3 separate regions of the Zea mays genome follow, and all the other regions are linked to region 2. The links are chromatin contacts, called in public Hi-C maps. All regions are on one chromosome and are shown on one strand. The core of a region is the stretch at or near the end of the contact, and the rest is flanking DNA. Distances in the headings are between cores, read along the strand shown.

Evidence for each region. A called contact is a pair of places that touch in the nucleus more often than the background predicts.
Region 1: a Hi-C map of leaf shows a contact between it and region 2, with 6 times the contacts expected there. The contact joins the promoter of LOC100275894 here to the promoter of LOC103629592 in region 2. A contact is called at or near these places in 5 of 25 Hi-C or Micro-C datasets (bundle sheath, ear, leaf and 1 more).
Region 3: a Hi-C map of leaf shows a contact between it and region 2, with 4 times the contacts expected there. The contact joins the promoter of LOC100384273 here to the promoter of LOC103629592 in region 2. A contact is called at or near these places in 11 of 25 Hi-C or Micro-C datasets (bundle sheath, ear, endosperm and 4 more).

What each region holds. Positions count from the first base shown.
Region 1 is chr6:96,908,134-96,912,283 of Zm-B73-REFERENCE-NAM-5.0, forward strand. LOC100275894 reads left to right here and starts at 2,343. Exons shown (of 2, transcript NM_001371522.1): 1 at 2,343-2,532; 2 at 2,644-4,150. The coding sequence starts at 2,381.
Region 2 is chr6:96,709,918-96,713,692 of Zm-B73-REFERENCE-NAM-5.0, forward strand. It overlaps LOC103629592 (subtilisin-like protease), which reads right to left and starts at 1,382. Exons shown (of 11, transcript NM_001301471.1): 1 at 1,082-1,382; 2 at 204-412. The coding sequence starts at 385. It overlaps LOC103629593 (probable aminodeoxychorismate synthase, chloroplastic), which reads right to left. Exons shown (of 13, transcript XM_020539309.3): 13 at 2,255-3,254. The coding sequence ends at 2,723.
Region 3 is chr6:96,840,671-96,844,703 of Zm-B73-REFERENCE-NAM-5.0, forward strand. LOC100384273 reads right to left here and starts at 1,329. Exons shown (of 3, transcript NM_001176838.2): 1 at 1-1,329. The coding sequence starts at 1,077.

The sequences.
Region 1 (4,150 bases), core at 1,093-3,592, 200 kb after region 2:
CGTAAGACACCATACTTATGGAGCCGAGCTCGAGGAGCGATTGCACCGAGGGCGCCATGGATCTCGGGCGAGCCTTCAACCACCTGCAGAGCGCCGCCGCCAGGAAGCCAACTCTGTGTACACTTGCTCCTCTGCTTTATTACGCACAAAATCTCAGTGGTGGCTTGCACTTGCCCTAGGAAACGTGCTGCCTGGTGGGCTGGGCCAACTGGGCCTTGATGCGGCCCACCCGGCTGGACTGCTTCCTCCCCTTGTTTTTTAAAATAAAGTGAAAATTCGTAAAATGGACAGCATTATATACATACAAAATCTAAGTATGTGTATAAATTTTTTTTTAGAAAACATAGCGAAATAAATAAGTTTAAGAAAAGGAAAAACAAAGGAAGACTAGCAATATGTTGGATAAAATGGATCTCCTCGAGTCCTCGGAGTGTAATTCTTAATCCTTTATTAGTATGAAACTATGAATATCGGACCCCTAGTACGAGAATTCGGCCCACAGTTTTTATCACGAGCAGATTTAAGAGGAAAAAAATCTCTAAGGGCCAGTTTGGGAACCTCAATTTTCTAAGAGATTTTTATTTTCCCATGAGAAAATAAACTAATTTTACTTGGAAAAATAGAAATTTCTTGGAAAATTGGGGTTCCCAAACTAACCGCTAAAAAATTCAAGGTCTTCACCATACCGTCCAAAATTTTATACCAGGTCTTCCGGTATTGACAAACTGCACTCGAGAATTTTATCTCAAAGGTTAAAAATGAGTCAAAACAATTCTGATTCACCTCAAACTTTGCGAAAGGAAGTTGGTGTTGAAAGAATATCCTCAGAGCAATAACACGATAACAACCGACGACTCCACGGATCTAAGAAACCATCAGATAAAATAGAGTTTTTTTTTCCAATTTTGTCCCAAAGGATGAATATGCGTGCTCACGAGGAATCCCTCTAGACCTAGGTATGATACTGAGAGATCCTAGCATGTATCCATCCAACCAAAGCCATTCTGATCGTTGGAGCGTCGGATGCATCAAAACAAATAAGATAGGGGAATAGGAAGGGAAAATCCTGTTCTAAAATCAAAGTAAACACATGAACCACAAAATCTAGAAGAAAAATTACTTGATTCAACTATCACATAGGTCAGGCACTTTGTCAAAGTAACACAGCTGATACGATTGTACTGAATCATAATTCTATTGTGGATCTCACAGCACAAGGACATTTACGAAGAGAAAAACTCTAGGTTTAAAGGAGGGGGTTTTGAAATTTTAGGTTACGTTTGGTTGTAATGACAGAACGAGATGGGATATGACGATCCGTTAAATAAAGTTGTTTATTTCAGAGTCAGGTATTGGAATGTGATTATCTTAGTGTTGTCTTAATTGTCCCTTAAAATGAATCCGTTCAGCATCTCTTCTTGGATTGTTCTGTTGCTAGATGCATTTGGAGAGGGGTACAAATCTCCTTTAACATATCACCACCTTTAAGCATACAACATATGTTTGGAAACTGGTTGAATGAGGTGGATGATACACTTAAGTACAAAATCTGGGAAGGAGCATGCACCTTGTGTTGGGCAATATGGCTATGTCGAAATGATGTGATTTTTAACAATATACTAGTTTCTACTCCTATGCAGGTAGTGTTCAGAGGAACCCACTGGATAAGACAATGGTCCGTGTTGCAAAAAGAGGAAAACATGACACAAATCAAGTGGGGATGTCGTGCGCTTGAGACTACAATGATGCAAATTTTCTCATACAACGGATGGAGTTTTAGTAATCGAATTGGTTTTTAGTAGATTTCGAAATATGGTTGTTCTTGAGATATTAAACATCATGTGTTTTGGTTTGAGAAGTAATAATTGAACAGCCACATGCATCTATTGGTGCAGAAGCTGAAATATTTCAATATATTCCCCATTCTAAAAAAAAGAGAACGCTAAAGAACGTCCCTGTCCTGCCCGTACTCAGTTATCCCACAACCAAACGCATAAGGTACCAGACTGATTGGATCGGTCTTCCTTTACTTTCAACTAACCATTAGTTCGTTATGTTTAACGCTGAAATCAGATAATTTCACCTACAATTTTCTAGCGAGCTAATTGTTATCTTTGGTGCATTCAAACGAGCGAGCTAATTTTTAGCTCTCGATATTAAACAGATCCATAATTAGAATAATACCAGATCTCAGATTTAAGGATTTTTTTTTCTTCGAATGACAAGAGCCACGGAGGCATGGATGCCGGCAGCCACAAGCTGCTGGTCTCGCTCGTGGTGGCGGCTCCTCAGCAATCAGTGCCACAAACAGATAGCCTTTCGTCTCTTTCAGCTTCAGAGGCCACCAGCGCCTGGACGCTCGCGCCCCGGCCTCGCCGCCATGGCTTCCTCCCTGGCCGCCCTCCACTCAGCCGCCGCCAGCCACCTCCCACACCCTCGACGTCAGAGGACCGCCGCCCTCGCGCGCGCCTCTCCTCTCCTCCGCCTGCCGCTTCGCCTCCGCTCCCGCCGGGTCCCCGGGTCGCCGCCAAGGTACGCACGTTTGCATTCTGTACGCGCGTGCGCCGCTAAAAAAAAAAGCAACCTTGAATTTACTTCTACTTCGGAGACTCGGAGTGTTGTGAGTGACACGTCCCGTTCTAGAACCTCGCAGTTGGCGACCGGCGCCGCTGGCGGCACGGCAACCGGCAGGGCGAGGCGGAGCGTAGGCGTCGACGTCGCCGCCCTCGCCGCGGCGCTGCGCGACGCCAGAACGGCCGACGACGTGGAGTCCTCGGTGAACGCCTTCTTGAGCGACGACGAGGCCCGGCTCCTGCCGCTCCAGGTGTACACGTGCGTGATCCGGGGGCTCGGCAAGGGCAACAGCCCGGACGCCGCGTTCGCCGTCGTCGAGCACCTCAAGCGGAGAGGGGTGGTGCCGAACCAGTTCGTGTACAACTGCCTCCTCGGCGCCGTCAAGAGCTGCGGCGAGCTCGGCCGGGTCCAGGCCGTCCTCGACGACATGGAGGCGCAGGGGGTGCCCCCGAACATCGTCACCTTCAACACGCTGATGTCGATCCACGTCCAGCAGGGCAGGGTGGAGGACGCCCTCAGGGTGTACGCCGACGTCCAGGGGCGCGGGCTCGTGCCGACCGCCGCGACCTACTCCACGGTGATGTCCGCCTACAAGAAGGCGGGGGACGCGTCCGCGGCTATCCAGCTCTTCGCCCTGCTCAGGGAGAGGTACAGGAACGGGGAGCTGGTGGGGAGCCGTGGTGACCCGGAGCAGGAGCTCGTCAAGCTCGAGAAGCTGACCGTCCGGGCGTGCTACCTGTCGATGCGGCGGTCGCTCGTCGGGGGGAAGAATCCGGTCGGCGAGGCGCTGAAGGTCCTCCTGGACATGGACGAAGCAGGTGTCCGGCCGGAGCGGAGCGACTACGAGCGGCTCGTCTGGGCGTGCACCCGGGACGAGCACTACGCCATCGGCAAGGAGCTGTACCAGAGGATTCGCGACGGTGGCGACGAGATCAGCCTGTCCGTCTGTAACCACCTGATCTGGCTAATGGGCAAGGCGAAGAAATGGTGGGCGGCTCTCGAGATCTACGAGGACCTGCTGGACAAAGGGCCGAAGCCGAACAACCTGTCCCACGAGCTGATCATGTCGCACTTCAACGTCCTCCTGGACGCCGCCAAGCGAAGGGGCATCTGGAGGTGGGGCGTCAGGCTGCTGGACAAGATGCAGGAGAAGGGCCTGAAGCCCGGAGGCAAGGAGTGGAACGCGGTCCTCCTCGCGTGCTCAAGGGCCTCCGAGACGTCTGCGGCTGTGGACGTCTTCAAGAAGATGGTGGAGCGAGGGCTGAAGCCGGACGTGGTCTCCTACGGAGCGTTGCTGAGCGCGCTCGAGAAAGGCAGGCTCTACGACGAGGCACTGAGGGTCTGGGAACACATGCGCAGGCTCGGCATCGAACCCAACCTCTACGCGTACACGATCCTGGCGTCGATCTACATCGGCAAGGGCGACCACGCCATGGCGGACGCTGTTCTTCACGACATGCTGTCGAAGCGGATCGCGCCGACCGTCGTCACCTTCAACGCGATAATCAGCGCGTGCGCGAGGAGCGGTTCGGGTGGGAACGCCTTCGAGTGGTTCCACAGGATGAAGATGAAGGGC
Region 2 (3,775 bases), core at 132-2,631:
TTGTGTTTGAAACATGCTAAGCGCAAGCCAGAGTGCAATGCAAAAATATAGTAAGGAACTTTCAGAGTTTGACATCAAGGATCCTATAGGAAAAATAACGGCAGGCAAGTTCAGATAGCAATAAAGCTTCAGAAACGAAATTGAACAACAATCAGTCTTGAGAGCCATGGCAAAGAAAAGCATCAGCGAGAGTAGTTCATTACCTGGTTAGATCAATTTCCTCGTCCGAATCCACAGCGGTTGCTGGAAATCCTTGGACACCGCCTCTGTAGCTAACGACCGGATCCCCTTCCATGGTCACGATGTACACATCATGCGTTCCAAGGGCCGCCCATTGCACTTGCACAAAGATAACAAGCAAACAGGCAAGCCTGATCCTCCTCATCTTTCACCGATGTCAGCACCGCAGAACCTTCCAAATATAGAGAGCCAGAAAGCACGAGGTCACGCAAGTATTCAGCACAAACAAACAAAAATTGAAAAAGCATGCATCTGCACTGCAGTCAGTCGAAAGCTTTGTGACGCCGCCCCCGGCCAGACCAGCAAGGGTAGAAGCAGTACTAGGCGGGCAACACTGACTGCCGCGCGCGGTGCAACCTTCCAGTAAATCACACGGCCATGTCACTCAAGGTGCGGCATCACAGTGGTCCACAGCCAGTACGTGCCCGCGGTGGCAGAGCTAGCCCACCCCCCCCCCCCCCCGGGGGGCTTCCCGTGGAGGTGTGGGAGCATTTATGGAACCTCTTAAATCAGGGGTTGGCAGTGGCGTTAAATGGCGCAGATTAAATGACGCGATCGATACGAGAAGGAGAGAACGGCTACCGCCTGCGCCTTGGATGCACTGCATATGCATTCATGCATGAGATGAGAGGTTTGGTGTTCAGACGATGAGCTAGTAAAACGCTGTCACTTTTAGTAGCTGGGGGAACAACGAGAAAGAAGCGTTTCGATCGAGTAGTTTCCGGAGGGCAAGAAGAACAGAACGGAATCTTTTTTTCTTCTACTTCTTTTTCTGGTGTCCGACAAGGAAATACTAAGAGCGAAGGACTCAATGCAACGATTGCAACCGACGATCACTCACTCGCGACAGCAGGGGCGGTTCCTGCCTCCGCTTCCGGCGGGATCTCCACTCCAATCCACTGGACACCGAGGAAGGAACAGCGGCGGCTCCCCGGCGCACGGCTCAGTGGGCGTCGTCGGTCGCGCCACCCAATGGCGGCGGCATGCCCGGGCGCGGCGCTGGCGGGACCAGCGAATCGCTCCGCTCCGCTCCGGGGGGTTGGGCCGTTGGGGTAGGGTTTGGGGAGCGGGGAGTGGAGTGGCAGTGGGCAGTGAGTGAGGGGGGAGGCGGGGAGCGGAAGGGAGGCAAAGGTGCGTGCTTGCGATGGTACTGGCTTGGCTAATGGTGCGTCGCCTTTTGGCTGCCTCCCTTGTCTTTAATGGAGGGAGAGGCAAGGCAAGCATCTCAAATCCTTGGGGTTTTTTTTCTCTCTCTCTCTCTCCCTTTGCAGCTCGCTGCTCCCGCTCTCGCCACGTAGATAAGCCGTCCCGGCAGGGCCGAAGGTGTCAGTGGGAGAGGCGCTGTGAACGCGGCGTACGGAGAAGTCCTTTTTATAATAAAATCGACGGCGACACGTCCTCCGGATATGGCCGCATGGGCATGGGGGAGGAGCAATCACCGGTTCGGAATGCGTGCACCTGGTCTTGGTGAGGTGTCCGACATGTCAGTGACAATTGGCTCATGGTCTTGTTCGGTAGCAGCAGGTCTCCTCTAGTGTGCGCCCGGCCCGCGTGAGTCGTGACTGACCAGAGACCCAGCCTGCCAAGCAGGGGCCGTGGCCCGTGGGCCCCGGCGCGGAGTGGAGCGGACTCTCTCCAAATCCAAACCAACAACACACGTCATAAAAACCGCATTATAGATCTAATCACTATAGTAAAACACAGGAGACCTGCTAGAGATAGGCTCGAGCTGAAACTCTGAAATCAGTAAGAAAGGAAGAAACTGTGGCACTGAAACTCTGAAATCAGTTGCAGTTGCACAAACCTTGGAGTTTTCCCTCCACAGGTCTCAGTCGCAAAACTAAACACAAAAAAAATGCATCTCAGGAGTCAGGATTCATGAAGGTCACCGTCAAAAGCAACAACAACAAACTGCTCCGAATCTTTAATAACAGAAATCCCTGTCAACAGAATATTCAGAGTAAAATGGGATTTGAGAAGCTGGATGGAAAGCTCAACCCAGGAAACGTCGACAAAACGTGAAATTCGCCCACCCACCCTCGAAGTATTTATAACGTCAAAGAATAATATCACTTCAGGAACATTGAACTGGTACGACAGTGCAACACAACCGTATCAGTTTGTTTCACTTCTGCCACACACACACTGTTGTTCTTGTATATGCTCACCGTATATGCCACACACACACACACACTATAGTTGAGAGAGGCCATGTCACCTGACTCTATATGCTAACCGTGGATCCGACTGACCTCGACATCCTCTTCGCGTCTCCTTTATTTCCTTCTGGCAAAGGGATGACCATCGCAAAGAAGATACGCCACCTCACCCCCCCCCCCCCCCCCCCCCCCCCTCTCCCACTGCCAATGTTCATCAGCACGCACCGGTCACTGATACCAAATTTCTGAGACACATGGTGTTTGCCGAGGTCCATCGTAAGCGCTTGGTGTCGCGACAAATAATGGTCCTTTGCCTATCTGATCTAGCTGATAGTTGTCTGCATGGAATCCGACCGGTCTGAGCTGTAGATCGTCTGAACGAGATCCTCAACCACCTCAGTCGGGGCTTTCGCTTTCAGCAGCATTTCGTCGTACTCTGCTTCTGGGCTCGACAGCGCTACGATCGCCCCACCCGCCCCGACCGAGGCTTCTCCGTCGTGCAGGATAACAGTTCGGATCACAATGTTCAGGTCGAATGTGTGGTTGTACGAGAAGAACCCGATCGATCCTGAGTACACTCCTCTTGGGCTTGTCTCAAGTGAATCAAGGATCTCCATTGATCTGACTTTTGGAGCCCCGGTCATCGAACCGCCTGGAAAGGCCGCTTTCACACAATCAACGGGGCTTAGATCTGGCTTCTTTGTTCCGCAGACGGTACTCACCATGGTGTGAACACTTCTGTATGATTCAACGTCCATGAGGCGTGGGACATGCACGCTCCCTGGCTCGCAGACCTTGCCGAGATCGTTTCTTAAGAGGTCGACAATCATCAGGTTCTCGGCCTGGTCTTTTTCGCTGGTGGAGTTGAGCACATGCAAAAGGGAAAATATAGCAGTAGCATATGAGCGCTGTGAAACAGGATTAGCATTTAGAACATCCAGATAACAATGAAACTGAACTACCAGGAAAGGAATACATCAATAAGAACATAGGTGTGACTGTAGAAACTTCCAATGACACACCACAGAAACTAGTTGACTTATGCTTACAGTAAATGTTATACGACCATGTAATTTTCTATCGTAGATATGTCAACTGAAAACTGAATTAGCACTAGCAGCCATATTGCTTCAACAGAGTGTTGAGCCAAGCTTATGATGAATGTCAATATCAATTTCTTGATTCCTGACACACTTATCCAGTTATTTTTACCAACTTCTTCCGCGAGAACATTTGTGAAGAAACTTAACTCAAAATAATAAAAACAGCAAATAAAATAAATCAGGGAAAGCAAAGAAACAGCATCCCAAGCTCAATATTTCCTGAAAAAAGAGTGGTAGAGCCAAGATACATCTAGAAAACAATATAGTGTACTT
Region 3 (4,033 bases), core at 79-2,578, 130 kb after region 2:
ATTGCTATCAGCGAACACAGAGCCTCTGCCGCACCACGCCTTGAGCACCCCGTCAGTGTTCAAGCTCAGCCCCAATCCTGTCTCTGGCAGTGCCAAAGTTCCAGCGTCGCCATTGACAGACTCAGGAACCCCCTCCTCGTACATTGTCCCCAGTGACTTCTTAGTCTTCTTGTCTGTCACTTTCGACATTGCTACTGAAGGTGGCGGCGCAGGGGTAATGTCTTTTACAGGTATGGCAGGGCACATCCACCATTCATGATCGACGCTATGGCGCTTGAGCGCTTGGTTGAAGATATTCTGATCGTGCCGGAAGCTCAGCCCGAGGACCATAAGGTTCCTGAGGTAAGGGTGTATCTTGGATATGGGCAGGTTGGAGTTGACGCTTGAGCTTGACACGGACGTCCCGCTGTTTTCCATAGAGAGCTTACCCATGATGCCGTCGATGCCCTCGGCCGCGCTCTGGTCGACGCCGCACAGAATAGAGTCAGCGTCGAAACCGTCGTCAACGTCGAAGTGGAGCTCTCCGGGCTCGTCAGGTGCCGCAGCAGCATCGTCAGGGGTTGCAGGGGACGGTGCCGGGTCGCGGAACTCGCTGAAGACGCTGCTGACGGCCGCGGGCGACGGGCAGCTCTTGGCGACGCCGGCAGGGCTCTGCGGCGGCGGCGGCGGCAGGTCGCGGAGGAGGAAGGCGGCGTGGCCTCCGGGAACGGGGAACGGAGGGAGGAGGTCGGAGCAGGACGGGTCGTCGCCAAGCGCGGAGGCGAGGCCGAGGAGGCGGGGTGGCGCCGCCTCGGGGGCCCCCCAGCCCCTGGCGACGGGGAATACGGAGGGGTACATGGACGCGAGCAACGCCGCCGCCTCGTTGTACGTCTGGCTGGGCCGCTTCCGCGGCGTGCGCGTGCGCGGGCGCTTGAGCGACAGCGACGCCACCGACGAGGAGGAGGCTGGGGACGAGTGGGACGCCTCCGAGAGCGTGGAGGACGCCGCCGGGCGGTGCGGCGCCGGCGGCGGTGCGGTCTTGACCATATCCAGGTCCGGCAGCCGGATGCCGCCGGCCGGGATGCACGACGACGCCATGGTGGCTAGTACGATACTACGATCGATCAGCTAGTCGATCCAGAAACGGAAACCTCACCAAGAAATGACAACTTTCCTTCCAAAACCCATCAGCGATTTTCGTTTTCCAGCTGGGCGGATCAAATCGGCAAGGAAAGGAACCCCGATCTCGGAGACCACGGCACGGAGCAAGCGGGAGCGGGATGGGGATGGGGATGGGGAAGCGAACTCAGCTGGTGCCGTGCCGTCCTATAAACCCAACACGAACCAGAGCGCAAAAACCCCCCGTCACCAGAAAACTAGCGGAAAGGAAGAAAAGGAAGGGACCAAAACGCCAAAGCGACGGGAGCCGCGTGAAACCCGAGGAATTTCTTGTTCACAACGCCAACGCCAACGGCCAGCGCCACCACCAGCGCCTGCTGCTGCTGCTGCCTGCGTCTGCCGCCTGTTCGGCCGGCCACGGAGACGGAGCCAAAGTGCCGGACCACCGACAAATAAAATTTCAATCTCAGGAAAAGGCGATCACCGAGAAAGAAAGGGAGGCGATTGATCAAAGCGGACCGAGAAGAAACAGCAGGTGCGGTGGTTTGCTGCTTAAACAAAGCGGCGGCGGCGGCATCAGCAGCTGCGAGAACCGCACCAACCTCGAAAAGTAAACGAGCGTTCAAGCTTGGGCTCACGAGGTCCTCGTGCTCCTGCGTGGCAGTTTCGGCGAGGAGTGAAGGAGAGAATAGCAGTAGGGACTGACAGCGGAGGTGTGTGGTTGGACCGAACCGAGGATCGGGCGGAGGAATTAGAGCCGCCTCCAACTCCGAGACCAAGCAAGATCCTAGATTCCTAGTGCTTGGATTCGTCAAAGATGACATGGATTCGAGGAAGGAAGAGGCTTGACCTGATTGAGGAATTCGCGATAGTAGCACAATACCACACTGTACCATTCGCGAGGAGGGACATGAAGTTTTTTTTTTATTATTCAGGGTTAGGAAGGGTTTTAGGGAGACCCATGAGAAGAGGAGCGAAGGGGGACAGCGGGCGCAGCCGGCGGCCAGCGGATGAGACGAACCGGCCTTTCAAGCCTGTCAATGTCGTCAATCACTCACCTGACCTTGCACGAAGGTCCGGCATTGCCTTGCTTTGGTTTGCTTCACGGTTTCTCTCACCGTCACCGGTGAGCCAGCCGCTTGCAGCTAGCTAATGCCTCCTCGAGTCCTCGTGCGTGGCTTGACGGGAGCAGAGCTCGCCTTGTCACACGCTGCAGTATGCCAGTATCAGTATCACGGTGTTTGCCTCCAGACTCCAATGTCCACTCCAAGAACAAGGAGCGAGGAACCTTCCTAGAACCCATGCGGTATATAGAAAACCAACAAAAAAAAAGGAGTTGTAGAGTTGCCGAGCTCGTTTTCCTCAGCTCGTCTGCTCGTGACGGCGACTTCCTCGTGAGCATTCCTGCATTAGATTAGAGTAATGGAGACAGCGGTACGTTGTCTTCGTCCACCTCCCGCTTAGACCAACCCCCGACCCCCTCTCGTCGTCGACATCGGTCAAAGCAATTGAAGCCGTGCTCCCCCGGCCGAGCAGTTTCCTTTTTCTTGGAAGTGGCCGGTGTCGTACGCACGTACCCCGAGCGTCCCGTCCGTCCTGCACCCTTCAAGGATGAGGCAGGCGAGAAGGACAAGAGGTTGAATGAGAGCCACCAAATTTATATTCAAGATAACATGATTGTTTACTTTCTAATTCGATCCCAAACGATTATATGTTGTAAAATTAGAGAAATAAATAACATGCTTCCATCATATTTAAATAAATTAAATATTTTAATTCCGAATAAAACATGCATATAACTCGGATGAATGTCATATGTAATTATAACAGCAACGAACAGTAACAATTTCAATAAACGAAAACATGAAAAATAGCTACTCAGGTCCATTTGTAAATTAAACATGGCTTGTAGATGAAGAAGGCAGATTAATCATATAAACATTATTGTTTATCTTTTTATATTGCTCTCAAAATAGCGGGTTGCTATAATAAACAGCCCTCCAACGCTAAATAGTGATCAGAGATCCTTGACTAACGTGACAGTCCTATCTTATCAAATCAGGGTTTTAGATCAGATATAATAAGCCTAATAATCAAGTATAAATATTAATAGTAAGGAGCTGTGTACTAAATAAAATAACAAAATTTAACACAGGAAAACAGCCTCAGCTAATAAAGATATAATTAGGCACAAATAAGTACTTGATGCTGAAATTAACAACACACTAAAACCCAGACTGTCACGTTGTCTCACTACACCGCTGTTATCATTGAGCAAACAAATCCACCCATAATAGTGCAATCACACCCAAGTATTTAATACTAGCAGATTGCACAAAATTAAACAATAAATAGAGTGAAGCAACAGACAACTCACAACACGTAGATTGTCTACGTGGGAAGATCAGCTCAACGAACACGAAGTTCTGTCCCAGAAAACCAATTCCACCGCCCACGTCCGGGCCTGCATAGCGAGAGGTTGACGGAGACACTAGAGCTGCTGCTGAGGCCGTGAGAGACGTCTACAGCACCAGCCCAAGACGAACACCACGCAGCAGGGAGCCCAGGCACCAGGCCACGGTGGACAGAGATCAGAACAGACAAAGCACCAAACCGGCGCACTGTTAAATCAACGGAGCACAGGAGAACCTTGCTGCACAATAACAACACCACCTCTACCAGCTTCCAATCACCACCAGCGATTAACCACAGGAACACTAGGGACCTAATGGATTGAGGAGAATGGAACAACAAGCAGCATAGAGAAGCATAGGGCTGGCAATGTTTGGCGATCTGCTAAACAGGGGCAAGACACCATACTTATGGAGCCGAGCTCGAGGAGCGGTTGCACCGGGGGCGCCATGGATCTCGGGCGAGCCTTCAACCATCTGCAGAGCACCGCCGCCAGGAAGCCAACTCCCTGTACGCTTGCTCC